Regions from separate parts of the Mus musculus genome. Here region 1 is linked to region 2. Evidence: chromatin contacts called from public HiChIP or PLAC-seq data. All regions are on one chromosome and are shown on one strand. The core of a region is the stretch at or near the end of the contact, and the rest is flanking DNA. Distances in the headings are between cores, read along the strand shown. Region 1 overlaps Rnf157 (ring finger protein 157). Region 2 holds the start of Srp68 (signal recognition particle 68).

The links. HiChIP or PLAC-seq counts read pairs in DNA pulled down with a chosen protein or histone mark.
Region 1: a contact with region 2 is called in an H3K4me3 HiChIP or PLAC-seq map of the SCID.adh cell line, with 11 read pairs. The contact joins the enhancer-like site here to the promoter of Srp68 in region 2. A contact is called at or near these places in 1 of 39 promoter capture datasets (hematopoietic stem and progenitor cells), 4 of 115 datasets of contacts at active chromatin or transcription factors (the SCID.adh cell line, embryonic stem cells and extraembryonic endoderm stem cells) and 3 of 9 other capture datasets (adipose tissue, liver and pancreatic islet).

What each region holds. Positions count from the first base shown.
Region 1 is chr11:116,375,685-116,378,542 of GRCm38.p6, reverse strand. The region is part of intron 2 of Rnf157 (ring finger protein 157); the gene reads left to right. Among named protein-coding and RNA genes, the nearest start is that of Rnf157, 36 kb to the left of the region's middle. Within about 2 kb of position 1,277, at least 87 of the 459 cell types and tissues checked have an H3K27ac peak or open chromatin away from gene starts, as enhancers often do. A contact at or near this core is called in the SCID.adh cell line, where this site is marked.
Region 2 is chr11:116,272,867-116,275,699 of GRCm38.p6, reverse strand. Srp68 (signal recognition particle 68) reads left to right here and starts at 1,483. Exons shown (of 16, transcript NM_146032.3): 1 at 1,483-1,774. The coding sequence starts at 1,594.

The DNA of each region.
Region 1 (2,858 bases), core at 28-2,527, 100 kb before region 2:
TTCTGGGAAGACACAGTCTCTCCAGGGTCACAGCAAAGTAATGTACAGTCTAATTGTGTTTACTCCAAGTGCTCAGGGATTTATAGATGAGATACTTAATTGCTTATATTTCATTTGTACTTTTTGTTTTGTTTTGCTTTTTTTGTTTTTTCAAGACAGGGTTTCTCTGTGTAGCCCTGGTAGTCCTGGAACTCACTCTGTAGATCAGACAGGCCTCGAACTCAGAAATCCGCCTACCTCTTCCTCCTAAGTGCTGGGATTAAAGTCGTGTGTCACACCACTGCCCAGCTATACATTATTTTTAAAGATTTATTTTTGATATTTTTAATTATGTATATGTGTGTGTATATGTGTGGGCATTATGAAAGACAAAAATAATGTAAGAAACAAAGCATGTATCCCAGGTAGAATGTGCTATTGAGGATCATGTCACCATTGCTGATCGCTGGTGACATGCCTTTCAAAGCATTTTCATTTGATCTCAGTTTCCCTTTAAGATACACAGGAGCTGTAATTCTTGTTCTACAGATGGGGACACTGATGTCCAGGGACATTTATAATGACTTGTCTGAGTGTCCTCCGTCAAGTCAGTGGGAGAACAGAGGCAACGCCCTGACCTGACTTCCGATGTCACCCCTGGTAATTAAATCAGTTAGCTTAAGAAATACTAAGTAGCAAGACAACTTAATAAGTAAGTGTGTCCCTCAGGTCCAGTCCTGTGGCCCACCCAGAACTCACGGGGCAGAGACTAGAGAGAGGATGCTAAAAGTTCAAGACCACCTTGGTCTACATAGTGAGTTCTGGACCAGCCAGGCTGCACGGCGTGTGCCCTTGTCACACAAAAGAAATCAGATCTACCTGGTGACCTTTCTTTTTTCAGTTATATTTGTGAGTGTTAATTGTGCACATGTGGTCTGAGAGGCAATACTCAGTCTAGTGAGTCACCCTGGGGCACACACTGCCAGTATATATTTCTGTCTGTACTGGTTTCATCATGCAAGTGGCCCAAAAGTGGGTTTTCCCCTCCAGAATATAATGTCCCAGAATAGCACACACACACACACACACACACACACACACACACACACACACACAGAGTTGTGGTGCACTAGGAAGGTGGCAAGCTGGGCTCAGACACTCTTACAGGATCGTGGGGAAAGGTGCTGTGTGGTGGGAGTCTCTCTGGAAAGTGCCACTGAGAGCCCAGGGCAGCTGTGGTGTTGGGCAGATGAGCTCTGAAGCATCTGGCTGCAGGAATTTCCTCGAAATGTCTTAGAAACCACGGACACTCTCACCCGCTTCCTGTTGCCGTCGTGGTCCCTTACGGGAAACAGTGCTTACTACTGTTGCAGTTCAAAGAAAATTTTGCTTCATTTTTCTGCCTTTTTTTTTTTTCTTTTCCTTTTTTGGTGTGATTCAGGCCTTGAACTTGTGATCTTTCTGCCTCTGCCTTCTGAATGTTAGGGTTACATGTACCACCACACCCAGAGAATTTTCTACTTTTAAAGATATATAAATTTTAATGAGACAGTTCTACTTTCTACTGAAGGCTATAAAAGCCCTTCTGGGCCAAAAAGTCTTAACAACATCTCTAAGTGGCATACTTACTTCATTTTCTAGCCAGTCCATGAGCAAGTGGCTTAGGAGCTCTGATATACAGAAATTAGTTATATGCTTATTTTTTGTAGAAGGCAGAGCTAAGAGTGAGCTAACTGTGGAACATAGTCCTCAGCTGTATCTTATTTTTTTTTTTTAAGATTTATTTACTTACTTATTTATTTATTTATTTATTTATTTAATGTACATGAGTACATTGTAACTGTACTGATGGTTGTGAGCCTTCACGTGGTTGCTGGGAATTTGAATTCAGAACCTCGGCTCGCTCCGGACGACCTCGCTCAATCCCTCTGGCCTAAAGATTTATTTATTTATTATATCTAAGTACACTGTCGCTGTCTTCAGACACACCAGGAGAGGGCATCAGATCCCATTACAGATGGTTGTGAGCCACCATGTGGTTGCTGGGAATTGAGCTCAGGACCTCTGGTAGAGCAGTCAGTGTTCTTAACCCCTGAGCCATTTCTCCAGCCCAATTTTAATGTTTTTGTGTACATATGTGTGTTTGCCTGGGTGAGCTTATGTGCACCATGTGTGTGCAGGAGCCCATGGATGCCAGGAGAGGGTGCAGATGCCCAGGGGCTGGAGTTAGAGATGTGAGCTACCATGCAGGTGCTGCCAGCTGAGCCCTGGCTCCCTGCAAGGGCAGGAAGGACCCTAACTCTGAGCCAGCTCTCCAGCCCGAAAAACTACTTTTATGAATTGTTTTTTGACTTTGCAGAAAAAATTGTTGCTTTGCTGCATAAAACAGCCCAGCAAGGGAAATACATCCCAAAACTGAGAGTGTATTGTTCCTTCTTTGACATTGAAGAGCCGACACCTAGACACTTCTCTCAACTCACAGGCAGTTCCAATGGGGAAAGCCTAGGGTTTTTTTGTTTGTTTGTTTGGTTTTTTTGTTCTTTTGTTTGGTTTGATTTGGTTTTTCAAGACAGGGTTTCTCTGTGTAGCTCTGGCTGTCCTGGAACTCACTTTGTAGACCAGGCTGGTCTTGAACTCAGAGATCTTTTGCCTCCCAAGAGCTGGGATTAAAAGTGTTCACTACCACTGTCCAGCAGTCATTTTTAAGGGAAATGTATTAGTGTGTTGTATGTGCACACATGTATCACATATTCAAGGCGACATTCCAGGACTACCTTTGAGAGTTTCCTCCTTCTCTGCGGGTCCTGGGACTTGAACTCGCTCAGCTTATCAGGTTTCACATGTGGTGAGTTTACCCTGTGAGCCTTCTCACTCACCCC
Region 2 (2,833 bases), core at 234-2,733:
CCCACACCTAATAGTGCCTCTCCTCATGGGCCAAACATTCAAACACATGAGTCTATGGAGGCCAGACCTATTCAAACCACCATGTTTTATCACATCAGCAGAAACTCTAAGACACCATTTATTTGTATTTTTAGCTGCACCCTGGGATTGCAGGCCTCCGTTCCTCTCCCCTCCCCCTTTCCTCATGGCAACTGACTTGGCCTCAGTTCTTGGGGTCTGTGAACTCAGTCAGAGAGCAGCTTCCCAATAAACCACCTTTAGTATAATCTTTGAAAAAAAAAGAGGTGGGGGCTGGAGAGATGGCTCAGTGGTTAAGAGCACTGACTGCTCTTCCAAAGGTCCTGAGTTCAAGTCCCAGCAACCACAGGGTAGCTCACAACCATTTGTTATGAGATCTGTGTGTGAAGACAGCTACAGTGTACTTAGATATAATAATAAATAAATAAAAATCTTTTTTAAAAAGTTTATATAGCAAGTTCTTTTTCCTGCTGGGCCATCTCCATGGCTTATTGTTTAGGTGTGTGTGTGTGCAGGCCCATGCTTCACAGCTCAGTATGTGAGTGTAATTCGGAGGACCACTTTTTGAGGTTAGTTTTTGCCTCCCACCTTCTGAAAGCAGTTTGTCTAATTTTTTGTTTTCAAAAGCCTTAACCTTTATTTTTATTTTGTTTTATGTATATGAACATTCTGTCTACACGTATGTCTGTGTACATGTGTTTTGTAGACTACGAAGCCAGAAGAGGGTTGGATCCCTGGGACTGGAATTCTAGATGGTTTTGAGCCACCATTCTCGTGCTAAAAATTAAACCCAGATCATCTTGATAGAGCAACCAGTGTTCTTAACCACTGAGCCATCTGCCCAGGCCCAGTCTTCCTTGATATTTTTGCTGGAGAACTAGTACTCCACACTAGCTGATCTCTGAACTCCGATGGGGGGAAGGGTTGGAGTCATACATTTTTTTGCAACCTCCTTTAGTAACACAAAAGGGTAGACTGAGTTACGCGGCCAGCTTCTTTTCACCTGCCGTGATTGGCACAAGACTGAGACTCCTGGTGTACTCGCCCGCAAAGATTAATAAAAGTCATACTTGGATGGTCACATGATCTAGAGGAGGCCACGGGTCTCAAGCTCCTATTGGGGACACTGCCTTCTGACCGAGGCCTCTTCGTGTGTGTGTGTGTGTGTGTGTCTGTGTGTGTGTGTGTTTTAAATAAGGTCTAACTGTGCAACCCAGACTGACCTCAACTCGAGGCAATCCTCCAGCCTCAGCCTCCTCGGTATTGGGATTAAAGGCGTACACTACCATTCTCTGGGTGCAAGGATGCATGAGGTGGGCATCTTTCTCGGGTCCTCCTATCCTTGGTAGATTTGAAGCGAGGCTAATCCTTAGAAATGCGGAGACCCAGCAACAGCCACGAATTCAACCCAGGAGGCGCAGGCGCACACCAACACACCACAGAGGCCCAAGACATCCGCGGTCTGCGGCGGAGTCCGTCAGTGTACCATCGGCCCAGCCTGGAAAGTGCCGCTCTCTCTCGCCGCTGGTCGTCTCGCCTGCTCCGTTCCATCGTGCTTTGCGGCTCAGGGGCAAGATGGCTGCTGAGAAGCAGATCCCGGGTGGTGGTAGTGGTGGTGGTGGAAGCGGCAGCGGCGGCGGCGGCGGAGGGAGCGGTGGCGGACGCAGTGCCGGAGGAGACGAGAATAAAGAAAACGAACGCCCTTCAGCCGGATCGAAGGCAAACAAAGAGTTCGGGGACAGCCTGAGTTTGGAGAGTATCCTCGAGCGGTGGCCTAACTCGCAATGACTACGTGTCGCTCGGAGGGCTGGGGGCGGGCGAGGCGGCGGGGGCCAGCACCGGGCTGCGGAGCCGAGGTGCGCCGCTGCCTCCTGCCCTTCACTTTCGGCATTCCCGTGTGCATGGTTTGCCTCTCGTCCTGGCTTTCCGGAGCTTGTTTTTGCAAGGGGTATAGAGATGGTAGGCAGGGTTCCCTCTGTGCCCCTCAGATGTCCAGTTGGAGGGCTGAGCCGGGGTTGACACCCTGCCCACCCCACAGAGCTCCTGGTCGGTACCTTGAGCCACCGGACTGTGGAGGGGAAACTGCAGCCTTGACATTTCAGCGTGGAGCTGTTGTCGGACAGCTGTCGAACCCTGGGTCATAAAACAGCGAGATGCTTTGAAAATGGAGGGAGAGTGCTCTCCAGGAAAGCTGCTGCTTACCTGTTTTGAATAGTAGTTACTTTAGTTTGTTAATATCATGTGTATAGTTTTTTGTTTTTTCAAAAGTAGGTCTGTAAGGCATTTTATCTTGTTGGACTCTTCTCGAAGAACTGTAGGAGTTACTTTTTTTTTTTTTTTTTTGAGTGTCCAAGTCCGCATGGGTATGGGTGTAGGTGTAAGCGCTGGTGCTGTGTCTGCAGGTCACAGGTCAACGTCTTCCTAATTCTCTACCTTTGAGACTGGGTCTCCCTCCAAAAGTGCAGCTCACTACTTGGAATAGACTGTATGGCCAGTGGGCTCCAGGGATCTTTCTGTCTCTTGCCATCCCAGCTGTGGGATTACGTGTGCAAACAACAGTATGGCCTTTTTACGTGGGTTCTGGGGAGATCCCAACATGACCTCATGCTTGCTAACAGCAAGTCCTTTACCAGCTGAGCAGTCTTCCCAACCCTCAGGAAACATTTTCTGGTTTGTATTAGCTTATATATCATTTGTGTGGTTCTAATAGCATGTGGCTTTTTTTTTTTAACGTGTTATTTTAAATACTTTTAAATGTTGCTTTATCTTATTTTATGTGTGTGTTTGCCTGCATGTTTGTGTATCACATGTGTGC